Linked DNA regions of Mus musculus: all the other regions are linked to region 2. The links are chromatin contacts, called in public HiChIP or PLAC-seq and promoter capture Hi-C maps. All regions are on one chromosome and are shown on one strand. The core of a region is the stretch at or near the end of the contact, and the rest is flanking DNA. Distances in the headings are between cores, read along the strand shown.

Region 1 (3,400 bases), core at 563-3,062, 520 kb after region 2:
AAACTGCATGTTGCTAGTTTGTTTCTACCTAAAACATGATCTAGAGTCATCTCATGTGAAGAAGAAAATGGCAGTATTTCCTTTTGACATCAACTTGGCATTAAAAAACAATATGCTGTTAAAAAAAAAAACAAACTTGCTAGTATTTTGACTTCTAAAATATTGATACCTATCAACATATAATTGCAAGGAGCTAGAAATCTCCAGTCTGAATTTGAAAAGTTTAAATTTTCCTTTTACTTTAGAAACAAGAATTTCAGGTTGCGACTATGAATGTATCAAAAAAAAGGTATATAATACCGAAGAAGAAGAAAAAACACTACAAAGAATGTAGTGTTACAGAAACAAAAATGAACTGGTTCAAACGTTTTTTTTTTTCAGATTCCCTTTTCTTTTTTATACAAAGCCATGTCTTAATAAACCAACTTCTAACATTACTCACCTAACCTGAATTACTACCTCTTATGCTAATTTTATTCTGATTTCATTCACTTAGAATTTGAGAAGTTGATATCAGATAGAAAGCTAGAATCTGTCACTTTGTAAGAAGAAAAAACCCAATAAAACAAAAATAAAAAATAAAATAGATTTATGTTATATAGGTCTTTTAAAGCTAAACTAATGTTTTTGGAAGGCTTTGCATGGGAAACAATATAGCTTTATATTAATATACATTGGTCATTTTCTTACTAAATAAACTCACACATAGACAAGAAGTATGAACTTACAAGAAATTACCTGTTGGCATCTTAATTTTTAAATAGTTTCATTCTTGATGGAAGAATTAAGGTTGAAAATCAGCACCTAAAATAATTTAAAATTTATATTTTAAGGGAGGTTATCCTGTTTGGAGGACATTATAATGCGCCAAATGTTCCATTAGCAAAACTCTAAAATGTTGAAAATAAAACACACATGGCAGTATTCGAGCATCTTAGACATACAGACAATGCTGAAACATGAACAGATAAAAAGAAGATCGACATTAAAAGGGTAGTGTTGGGTGAGAACGGTGGCATAGCGTCTTGGTTGAGAACACCATGGAGACGTGCAGACACACGCTCAACTGAGCCACCTCCAGCGACATCTGTGCTTTTAAACCACGTAGCCCGCAGAAACCTAATTTCCACAACGAACCCATGACCTCCCAAATTTTCAACTTGTTGAAAATGGCCACTCTATAGAAAAACCTCAAAAAAGGATTTAAGCACTTCGGTTACAGCTTCAGAACCTGCACAAGTGCGTGTCCACGTTTGGTAGGCAGAAGCTACATAGTCTGCCTGCCAATCAATTGACAAACGCCCTTCCTTAAAATGGTGTCTGAGATTTGGCAAGGCAGTAAATGAGACACACTTATGAGAGAAGTTTGCTACTGTAACAAACAAAGGCATTAAGAGCAGATGAAGGATTTAGCCTTACATTGGGATTGCAAGCTCTTGTCATAGTACAAATACTATAATGAAAGTTCAATCTACCACTTCATATAAGAACATTCAAAATTAAAGTCTTCTAAAGGCAATCTCTTTTACAGACAAGCAGAGAGAGGAGAAAGAGGTGAGGAGAGGGGAGAGAGGGGAGAGAGGGGAGAGAGGGGAGAGAGGGGAGAGGGAGAGCGCGCACAGTAAATGTATAATCACTGGCTCATTTTTTTTTTCTCCTTTTTCCCCAAATAAACAGGGCTTACCTCAACAGAAATTTATATTCCCATAAAAAAAGAAAATTTTGCTAGACATGCAGCGTTTCACAAGTGTTTGAACACTGAGGACTTCAGCAACTGTGACTCGAACTTTACAACGTGTCAAAAATCGGATTTATGTCACTTCAGTGTGGGCGAGGTCAAGGCAGACCAAGGTGTGAGCAGAGGTCGCAAGCAGCCAGGGGAACCACGCCCACACAGAGGTCAGGAGCAGCCAAGGGAGTCACGCCCACACATTTCCAAACCGCAAACGGGTAGGATTTCACTAAGAAAAGGAGCTGCGGTAGGTGGCACCCCTAAAGCGCGGTCCAAGTTTCAAAGTTATGAAATAAGCCACGTTCTTTAGAGCCCTTACTTATCTCTGCATGTCTTGGTAACTGATATGTGTTAGGTAAGTATGTGGAAAAACAGCATTGGTGTGAAACTAATGCACCACAGAGTTTACAAAATAATTTCTCTTATAGAGTAAGTAAAATATACAAATAATGACTTGAACTTATCAGACTGAACGAAGCAATAGTTGAAACGGAGCTCACATTTATCGTGGCACCTCTAGCGATGCAGCTAGTGGATCTGATGATAGAAGTTCTCAGGAGACCTGTGACACAGCTCTCTTAAGCGCGCCTGTGTAAGTTCTGTCGTGTCTGGGAAACGACTCTCCTTGGAGTCACCCATTACCTCTGGCTCTTAGAATCATTCCTTCTCCCCTTCTGAGAAGATCCCTCAGCCTCATATACACTAAGAAAAGTTAAGTTCTAAAAGTCATGTTTTAAAATGTTAACATGTAAATCTGTTTAAATGAAATATGGGTTTCCCCTTTAGATAAAAGTATACTAAGCATTTAGATGGTTTTATTTTCCAAAAATCACAATTCAAACAAATATGTGTGTGTGTGTGTATATATATATATACATATATATATATGTGTGTGTGTGTGTGTGTGTGTGTGTGTGTGTAAAACATGCTTTTGACTATAGATTTATTTTCATTGCTCATATTATCTCCCACATCAAATGAAATTCTATAGATATAGTTAGCACATATATGCATAATATATGTGTATATATACATATGTACATAAGTTATTTTAGCACACAGTATTTGAGACTGAAAATAAGATGATAAAAATAACCTTTATTTATTTTATTTGAACTAGGAAACTATTATGCTGCCAATTAATATAGAAATGAACACTAAACTGCACATGGGGATCATGTGAACTTAAGCCATTCAAGATGCATTTATTAAGAGACATGTTATGATGATTTGTACTGTTTTTTATACATGAGAAATTAAAAACCGGGGGAGCTATGTGATTCCTTATTTTATTATTTAAGACAGAGTCTTGAAGGACCCATAGCTCCAGCTGCAGAGGTAGCAGAGGTGGCCTTGTTGGGCATCACTGGGAGGAGAGGCCCTTGGTCCTGTGAAAGCTAGGTGCCCAGTGTAGGGGAATGCCAGGGTGGGGAGGCAGGAGTGAGTGGGTGGGTAAGCACCCTCATAGAAGTAGAGGAAGGGGGGATGAAATAGGGGTTTGGGAGGAAACTGGTAAAGGGGATAACATTTAAAATGTAAATAAAGTAAATATCCAATAAAAAAGAAAAGACAGTCTTTATGTGTAGCCCAGGCTTGCCTGAAGTTTATAGTCCTTCTGCCTTAGTTTTCCAAATGTTGGGTTTGTAGATGTGTGCTACCCAGATATAC
Region 2 (3,595 bases), core at 958-3,457:
GCTGGCATGTCTGCGCTTTAAGCGCTTTACCAACAGAGCCATCTCCCCTGCTCTTAACCATGAATCCCTCCGACTTCCCATTCTCTCCTTTCCCTTCAGTCCATGTGGTATCTTTGCTGTAAAACCTGCCTACTGCTGTTCTGCCTTATCCAAGGAGCCATCTTCACTGGTTTTCCCTGGGCTATAAACTCTGCTTTTCCAGCTCCCTTAGCCTCCAGCTCCTAACCCCAACTTTGATGGGTAACACCTTGCTAGCCAGAAGTATCAAATGGAGGTGGAGGCCTGAATTAGCTTCATGACACCCCTCCTTTGGCCCCATTGCTGTAGAGACAGGATACCTAGCTTGTAGATCCCAGAGCACAAGGTATATACAGGTATATAATCTTTTCAAAGATTAAACATTTCAAGACGGAGGGCTTGGGAGAAGCTCCGATGAGAAAGTGTCCAAATACGAAGACCTGCGTTCTGATCCCAAGCAACCACATGAAAATACAGGCATGCACCGGGGAGGTGGACGTGGGATCAATCGGCCAGCATCGGGGCTTGCTGGCCAAACAGTCTTGCTCAGTTGATGATTCAGTGAGAACCTGTCTCCAAGAGTATGGTGAAGAGTGGGTAGAGACCTCAGACATGTGCACCTGCACATACCACACATAATACATAAAGACATGAAAGTAAATACATGAAATACTTCAAGATGTCCACACCAGAGCTGCTTTCTGTTTTCCAATTCAGTTACCAACTTCTTCTAAGCATACGGCCCCATGTGGGCACAGATGGCACATGTAAGAAGTTGTTGTCCCCACACACCCTTTCCCAGCCCATGATGGCCCCTCTCCACTCTCTTGTCTTCATCTGTCTTAGATGGCTTCTCAGGGCCCCTGGGCAGAAGACCAATTGCAGTCCCTTCTAGAAGTACAGAGGCCCTCTTCTGTTAGCAGCATTCAGCATGAACCAACCCCAGGTCCTCGGGGAATCCTCACCCCACAATCACCTCTAGGCTTCAGAACATCTGCATCTTTTGAGAATCGATTCACTTCTGAGCCCCACCTGGCTGAGCCTGAGGAAATGAGGGTGCATTGATCAACTTTGATCGCTGAGCTCTAAATGGCCTATTTTCACAGGGAAGACTGGACCAGAAGGAATCCTGTCAATTCCGAGGAAAGTAATCTGCTTAGGACCTAAACAGAATTTTACAACACCTGTGTCATGAGGAGTGGGCAAGCTTTTTTTTTTTTCAGCCCATGAAGGAAAAGTGACCTTTGGGGACCTCGAGCAGCATGGTCAACGGCTGATATGGAGCCACCCGTGGCAGGTTCTAAGATCCTGAATTGGGCAGTTTGGCTGAGGTGTAGCAATGGTGAAACAGTGGAAAGAGGCTGCAAGGAAATGTTGAGGTCTGAAAGCTGGTAAGGCACAGGGACCTGTGTGTACACTCCTTAGTGGAGACTCTGGGCTCTGGCGTTGATTTTCAGATCTGTTAGAGCAAAGGCAGGAGCTAGGCTTTCTTGCTAGGCCTTCCCAGTAGGACTGCAGAGCTCAAACCCGCAATTTTACAAAATAAGCTGCCGCATTTCCCTGCATTTTGCTTGTTCCGTCCCTTAGGCAACAACAAAGGGACGGTGTTGGTCTGGGCTCCCTTCTAACTTAAGCAGAAAACCTGCATGAGAGGCTTGGTTTCCAGCACCCGTTTGAACCTGCCTTGGTACCTCCGTGCCTCCATGCCCGGGATAAGCAAGGGTAGGGGCTGGGCCTTTCCCGCCACTCTAATTGGTCCTCCATATGCTAACTGAAAAGCCGAACAGAGCAAATTCGACCGGCTAGTGGCAGCCAGAAAGTATGGGTGGAAAGAAAGTGGCTTCCATGCCTATGGCCTTACTACTAACAGATATTTTCAAACATAGGCAAAAGTAGAGAAAGAATGTCGCGTTCCCCTGAATCCCCACTACCTAGCTAGCCTCATGTATCTCCTCCAGGCCGACCTAGCTTCATTAAACCCTCTCCTACCACCCAGTTTAAAACAGAATGTGGGCGGCGTGGTGGAGGAGGCACCAGGGGAGAGCAAGTTCCAAGTTGCATCACTAGTGGCTGAGAAGATGAGGAATGGTGAGGGGCGCCTTAGGGCGGGGAGTCGGGCTCACCCCTCGTGGGCCACCCCCCGCCCCTCGTGCACGCAGGGCAGGGGCGGGACTTGAGGGCGGGGCCCCAGAAGGGGGGGGGCGCTACCCTAGCGACTCAAGGCGCTTGCGGCTGGGCGCAGAACGCCAGTCTCTCTGCAACGCAGCGTGCGACCGCTCCGCAGCAGAGGTGGGTGCCTGCCCCTGCCTTCGCGCCGCCGCTACAGCCAACACCACTGCCACCATGCCCAACTTCGCCGGTACCTGGAAGATGCGCAGCAGCGAGAATTTCGACGAGCTCCTCAAGGCGTTGGGTAAGCTGGTACAGAGAGTATGTCCGGTCTGTTAGAAGCAGCTGCGAGGCGCCCGGGTCCCAGAGAGGGTGGCCTGGGTAGGTTCAGGCAGGAGGGAGTCAACGGAGTGATGAATCTCTGTTTCCTTTGAGGTTCCCCCACCCCCCAAACCCAGGTCGCAGAGGAGAGCGGGCTCCAGCCCCAGGGAGTTCAACTAACGTTTGCTGGACATTTGGCGCCTTTCTCGACGGTCCCATCTTTATCTCGTGCTAGATCACAGTGAAGAGCAGGGACTTTAAACTGGGGCTTTTAAAAGACCAGATCTTGCCATGAAAGCCCTGGGTAACTCAGGAAAGCCGCTTGCCGACTTTAAGCCTCGGGTTTTCTTCTCTAAAACCCAAGGGAGGAAAGAGACAAGTGGGACTAATTTAAGAGCCCCGTCTAAAGCCAGAGGATTTGGGAAGTGCCAAACAGGTCTGGGGGAGACCAGTGGGTGAGGACCAGAGACCCGAATCTATGCTTCCTTGCGCAGGTGTGAACGCCATGCTGAGGAAGGTGGCCGTGGCGGCTGCGTCTAAGCCGCACGTGGAGATCCGCCAAGACGGGGATCAGTTCTACATCAAGACATCCACTACTGTGCGCACCACGGAGATCAACTTCAAGGTCGGAGAGGGCTTCGAGGAGGAGACAGTGGACGGACGCAAATGCAGGGTGAGGCTCCAGAGACCGCACCTCCTTCCCGGGTACCCCCCCATTAAAACCCTTGACCCGCTGCAGGGTGTGTCACGGGAAGTTTGTGTGACCTGATGGTCCTGGGCTCAGGAGAAAGCCCTACCCGAGGTTCCCCTCATACTATCTATCACCCGGGCGCCAAAAGGCGCGCGCGCGCGCTTTGAACTCTGGGTGGGTGTGTGGTCCTGGTTAGTGCCTCGCTAGCGGCGCCTTCAGCGCTAGCTCTGGCTGCATAGGTAGAGAGGTTCCTGGGACCGCTGCTGCCTCCTGTTCTGCGCAGCTGCCTACTTACCTGTCATAGGTGAAGTGGCTGATTTAGCATCCCGCCCCCTGGGTCCTTGGACTGTAGGGCAAGGATTCGGATCCAGTTGCACAGCCCGGATCCCCCCCCCCTCCGTCCCCGCCGCGCGCGCGCGCGCGCGCATGCACACACACCCCGGACCCCGCACCCAT
Region 3 (3,383 bases), core at 703-3,202, 560 kb after region 2:
TATCTTCAAGTAACATCTTTAACACTTACACTTAAAAGAAAAAAAAATGTATTAGAATACAAAGTTTCTGGATAAATGGATGTAGTCTAATTTTTCTCCCTGAAAATACTTGCACTACTCTTAATATTTAATTAGAGTTTTCTTTAATTAGCCTTTCTTTGACTTACAGTTTAGAGTCCATCATTGAGCAAAGCCAAGACCTGATGCAGAGGCAGTGGGAGAACACTGCTTGCTAGCTTGAATAGCCTGCTTTCTTATAGTAAGGAGGACCACCTACCCAATGGTGGCACCGCCCACAGTGTGGGAAGGCACAGCTGGACCCTTCAACATCAATCTATGTCTACAGGCTAATCTAGTGGAGACAACTCTTGGAGTGGATTCAGCCACTAACAACACACACACACACACACACAGAGAGAGAGAGAGAGAGAGAGAGAGAGAGAGAGAGAGAGAGAGAGAGTTTTCTTTCTTTTTTCTTTCTTTTCTTTCTTTCCAACAATGTCTCCCATTCGGTAGGGTAGTCTGTCTCCTCCCTCTTGATTTTCTGGCACATGGGGTAGGGGTGGGGAGTGATTAGTTTCATGCAATCTCATTAATTCCAGGGATTATTGTTTGTGCTTGTTATTGGAGTCTAATTCAGGAAATCTTTGTATCTCAATGTTTTGCCAGATGGCTAACCAGCGAAACACTGTCATGAATGCTGTTCAAAGCCCTTAAGGAAACTTAAGTGTAGTTCTACTAAATGGGGGGTCACGGGGAGGTAGTATGGAGGGAGGACAGCATTTCTACTTTCCAGTCTATTTATGCCTAGAACCAGTAGGGGGAAATCCTGTCAAGCCAAATAACTTCTACAACTGTTTTCTCCAAGGACCCCCTGCCCCCCGAAATTAGACATTACAGATGGTTAAGAAATGTTGGTAGGTGAGGACTAAACAAAGACATACTTTTCCATGTACATTCCTTGTCTAGACATTTCTGTATCTATTAAAAAACCGATCCGAGCCCTTCAGGCGGTTCTATGTATGGTCTGGGTTTTAAAGCTTTCAATTCTAATTTCTACCGTTTTGCTAGTGGAAGAGAAGGCAAGAAAGTCGCAGGCGTTCCTGAAGGCCACGTGAACCTAACCAAATAGTGATTATTCTGGAGGGGAAGCCAATGGGGGAGAACCCCAAAGTCACTCAGGAACTTTGTGCCCTAGAGAAAGAAGGGTTTCCGATCTTTAAAGTATCTAACATAAGAAGGCCAAAACCCCAAAGGAAAGCGGCTATTTTTAAAAAACTGTTTTTAAAAACTGTTCACAGCAGTAAGCTTTTTTTTTTTTTCCTTTTCACACGTGAGGCTTTTTTTTTTTTTTTTTAAACCCCCAGATTGCTCAGTCACTCTGTCTACTCTAGGCATTCTCAATCGGGACAGGCGCTTCAAGGGCAGAAAACTCTTCATTTACAATACATGACCAACACGCACAGTGTATCTGTCACGTGAGAATGTGATGGGGACCACCGAGGGGTGGGCAATGCCTTCAAAGGCTCCTTGGGGCAATGCACACACCAGGGGCGGCAGGCAGAAACCTCGGAGGACACTGCGCGCCGCTACTCACAGCACAGTGTGTGAAAACGCACCCAGGGCGGTACCGTGGGACCGCAGGCGCCCGCCCGCCCTCGGCCGCACCAGCCAGCCTCCGCTTCGAGCTCCTGCCCCCTGTCACCCGCGCCACGAGGCCCGCTTGCCCTTCGCCGGGGGTGACTGCCCACACGCGGCCCCCGCTGGTCGCAGTTTCCTAGACAGCCGCGCGGCCCCTCTGCAGCCTCCGGAACGCGCGAGCGGGAGCGGGAGCGGGCAGCGAGAGCGCAGGCGCGGGCCCGGGAGAGCCGCCGTCCCGAAAGCGCGTGCGCGCGCGCTCGAGCGGGGTGGGCGGAGGGGCGGAGGGAGCGGCGGGGCCGCGAGGGGGCGGGGGGGTGGGGGGGCGGAGAGGGGAGCCCCGGGAGCGGGAGCGCGGGCCCGGCGCTGCAGAGCAGAGCGAATCCTGAGCTCCGGCAGCAGGTACGTGTTCTTGCAGCCGGCAGCCGCCGGGGCTTCCCCGGCTGTGGCCCGGGCGGGCGGGTGAGGGAGGCAAAGGTAGGGGCCGGATCGTGGTTTGCAGGGTGACTGCCCTGGAGGACTAGGATCCTGCAGCTGACCTTCATGTCCCGGGCTGGGGAGCCGGACGACCATCCTCTGGGGAGCACGGGGTCTTCAGATCCAGACTGGGGATCTGCTTGTCACATGCTTCTTATTTATTTTTGCAAACTGTCCTGGTTCGGGTCCAGCTGCGGATGCCTTCCCTCCTATTCTTTGCCTCTGTGTGCCATCTTGCATTTATTAATAAAACATGAAAGCTGGGGGTGCGGGAGGTTTGCTTCTAAGGGGAATCCCATTGCAGTATAGCAAGTGGACGCCTATTTTCGGTTTTCAGACGTGGTGTAGAGGTGGAAATCCCACACCCTAGGGGTTTGTGGCTTTGCTGGTCGTGACCACTTCCTAGTGGGCTTCCCCGGTTTGTCGCTAGGTGCCCCAGCGGCAGGATGGACGGTCTGGAAAGGATGGAGGGTTTCATGTCAGCCTGGCGTACTGTTCCGAGGACAGGTGCAGACAGTTCCCTGCTTGCTAACTTGCCAGGGAGGTTTAAACCCAGGAAAGAAATTCTTTCTAAATTGTTAATAGGAGGCCTTGAATTGAGCATCTGAGTCTTGCTTACTCAGACTCATCGCGGTTTTGCATCTGAAGCCGATTAAAGCTAGCCACCTGTTGGAAGTCAGACCCCATACTCCATTCTGTTTCATAGTCACCAATACTGAAATAATGAGGTCCGTAAGACCCCATTCTATCCTCTTTAAATGTGTTGCCTGCCAATTCTTTCTTTTGAAATAAATTCTCATTTTTTCCATTATATAGTTTAGACTGAAATATGATTTACTTATATTCCATATACATACATCACCATATTCTAAGCACTGGGTTTCTCTTCAGGGTATATTATCTATTTCCCTAGCTTTAACTTGGCTGTGAAGAAGAGTGGGGAAAGTGGACTGTATGTAACTGCTCCCTATGGCCCTCCCCCAGGAATAATATAGTGAAAAGAACAGAAAGAGCCGGAAGCACAAAATGAAAATGACTCGCAAGCTGTGGGGGTCCAGCAGCTGGACTGTGGTACCACATTAAACCAGGAGATGTACTTGTAGGGACCCAGTGCTGAGCTAAACGCCATTTGTGGCTCATTTCCTTGGGTCTTCACTGCAAGGCTGTCATCTCTGTGTTGGAGATGAAGAAGCTGGCACTTAAGGGGTTAACTGACTTACCCAAGGTCGCTCAGTCAGGAGCAGGGTAAAGATCCAGTTCATCTGCAT

What was found. Promoter capture Hi-C pulls out the DNA fragments that hold promoters and counts their contacts. HiChIP or PLAC-seq counts read pairs in DNA pulled down with a chosen protein or histone mark.
Region 1: a contact with region 2 is called in a promoter capture Hi-C map of embryonic stem cells, with 2.1 times the contacts expected there. The contact joins the promoter of Nrg4 here to the promoter of Crabp1 in region 2. A contact is called at or near these places in 6 of 39 promoter capture datasets (the C10 cell line, cranial neural crest, embryonic stem cells and 3 more).
Region 3: a contact with region 2 is called in an H3K4me3 HiChIP or PLAC-seq map of embryonic stem cells, with 4 times the contacts expected there. The contact joins the promoter of Tmem266 here to the promoter of Crabp1 in region 2. A contact is called at or near these places in 1 of 484 Hi-C or Micro-C datasets (the G1E-ER4 cell line), 3 of 115 datasets of contacts at active chromatin or transcription factors (astrocytes, embryonic limb bud and embryonic stem cells) and 2 of 9 other capture datasets (adipose tissue and liver).

Annotation. Positions count from the first base shown.
Region 1 is chr9:55,281,813-55,285,212 of GRCm38.p6, forward strand. Nrg4 (neuregulin 4) reads right to left here and starts at 1,813. Exons shown (of 8, transcript NM_032002.2): 1 at 1,685-1,813; 2 at 739-804. The coding sequence starts at 748.
Region 2 is chr9:54,762,541-54,766,135 of GRCm38.p6, forward strand. It overlaps Crabp1 (cellular retinoic acid binding protein I), which reads left to right and starts at 2,208. Exons shown (of 4, transcript NM_013496.3): 1 at 2,208-2,431; 2 at 2,943-3,121. The coding sequence starts at 2,362.
Region 3 is chr9:55,324,961-55,328,343 of GRCm38.p6, forward strand. It overlaps Tmem266 (transmembrane protein 266), which reads left to right and starts at 1,953. Exons shown (of 11, transcript NM_172923.4): 1 at 1,953-2,040.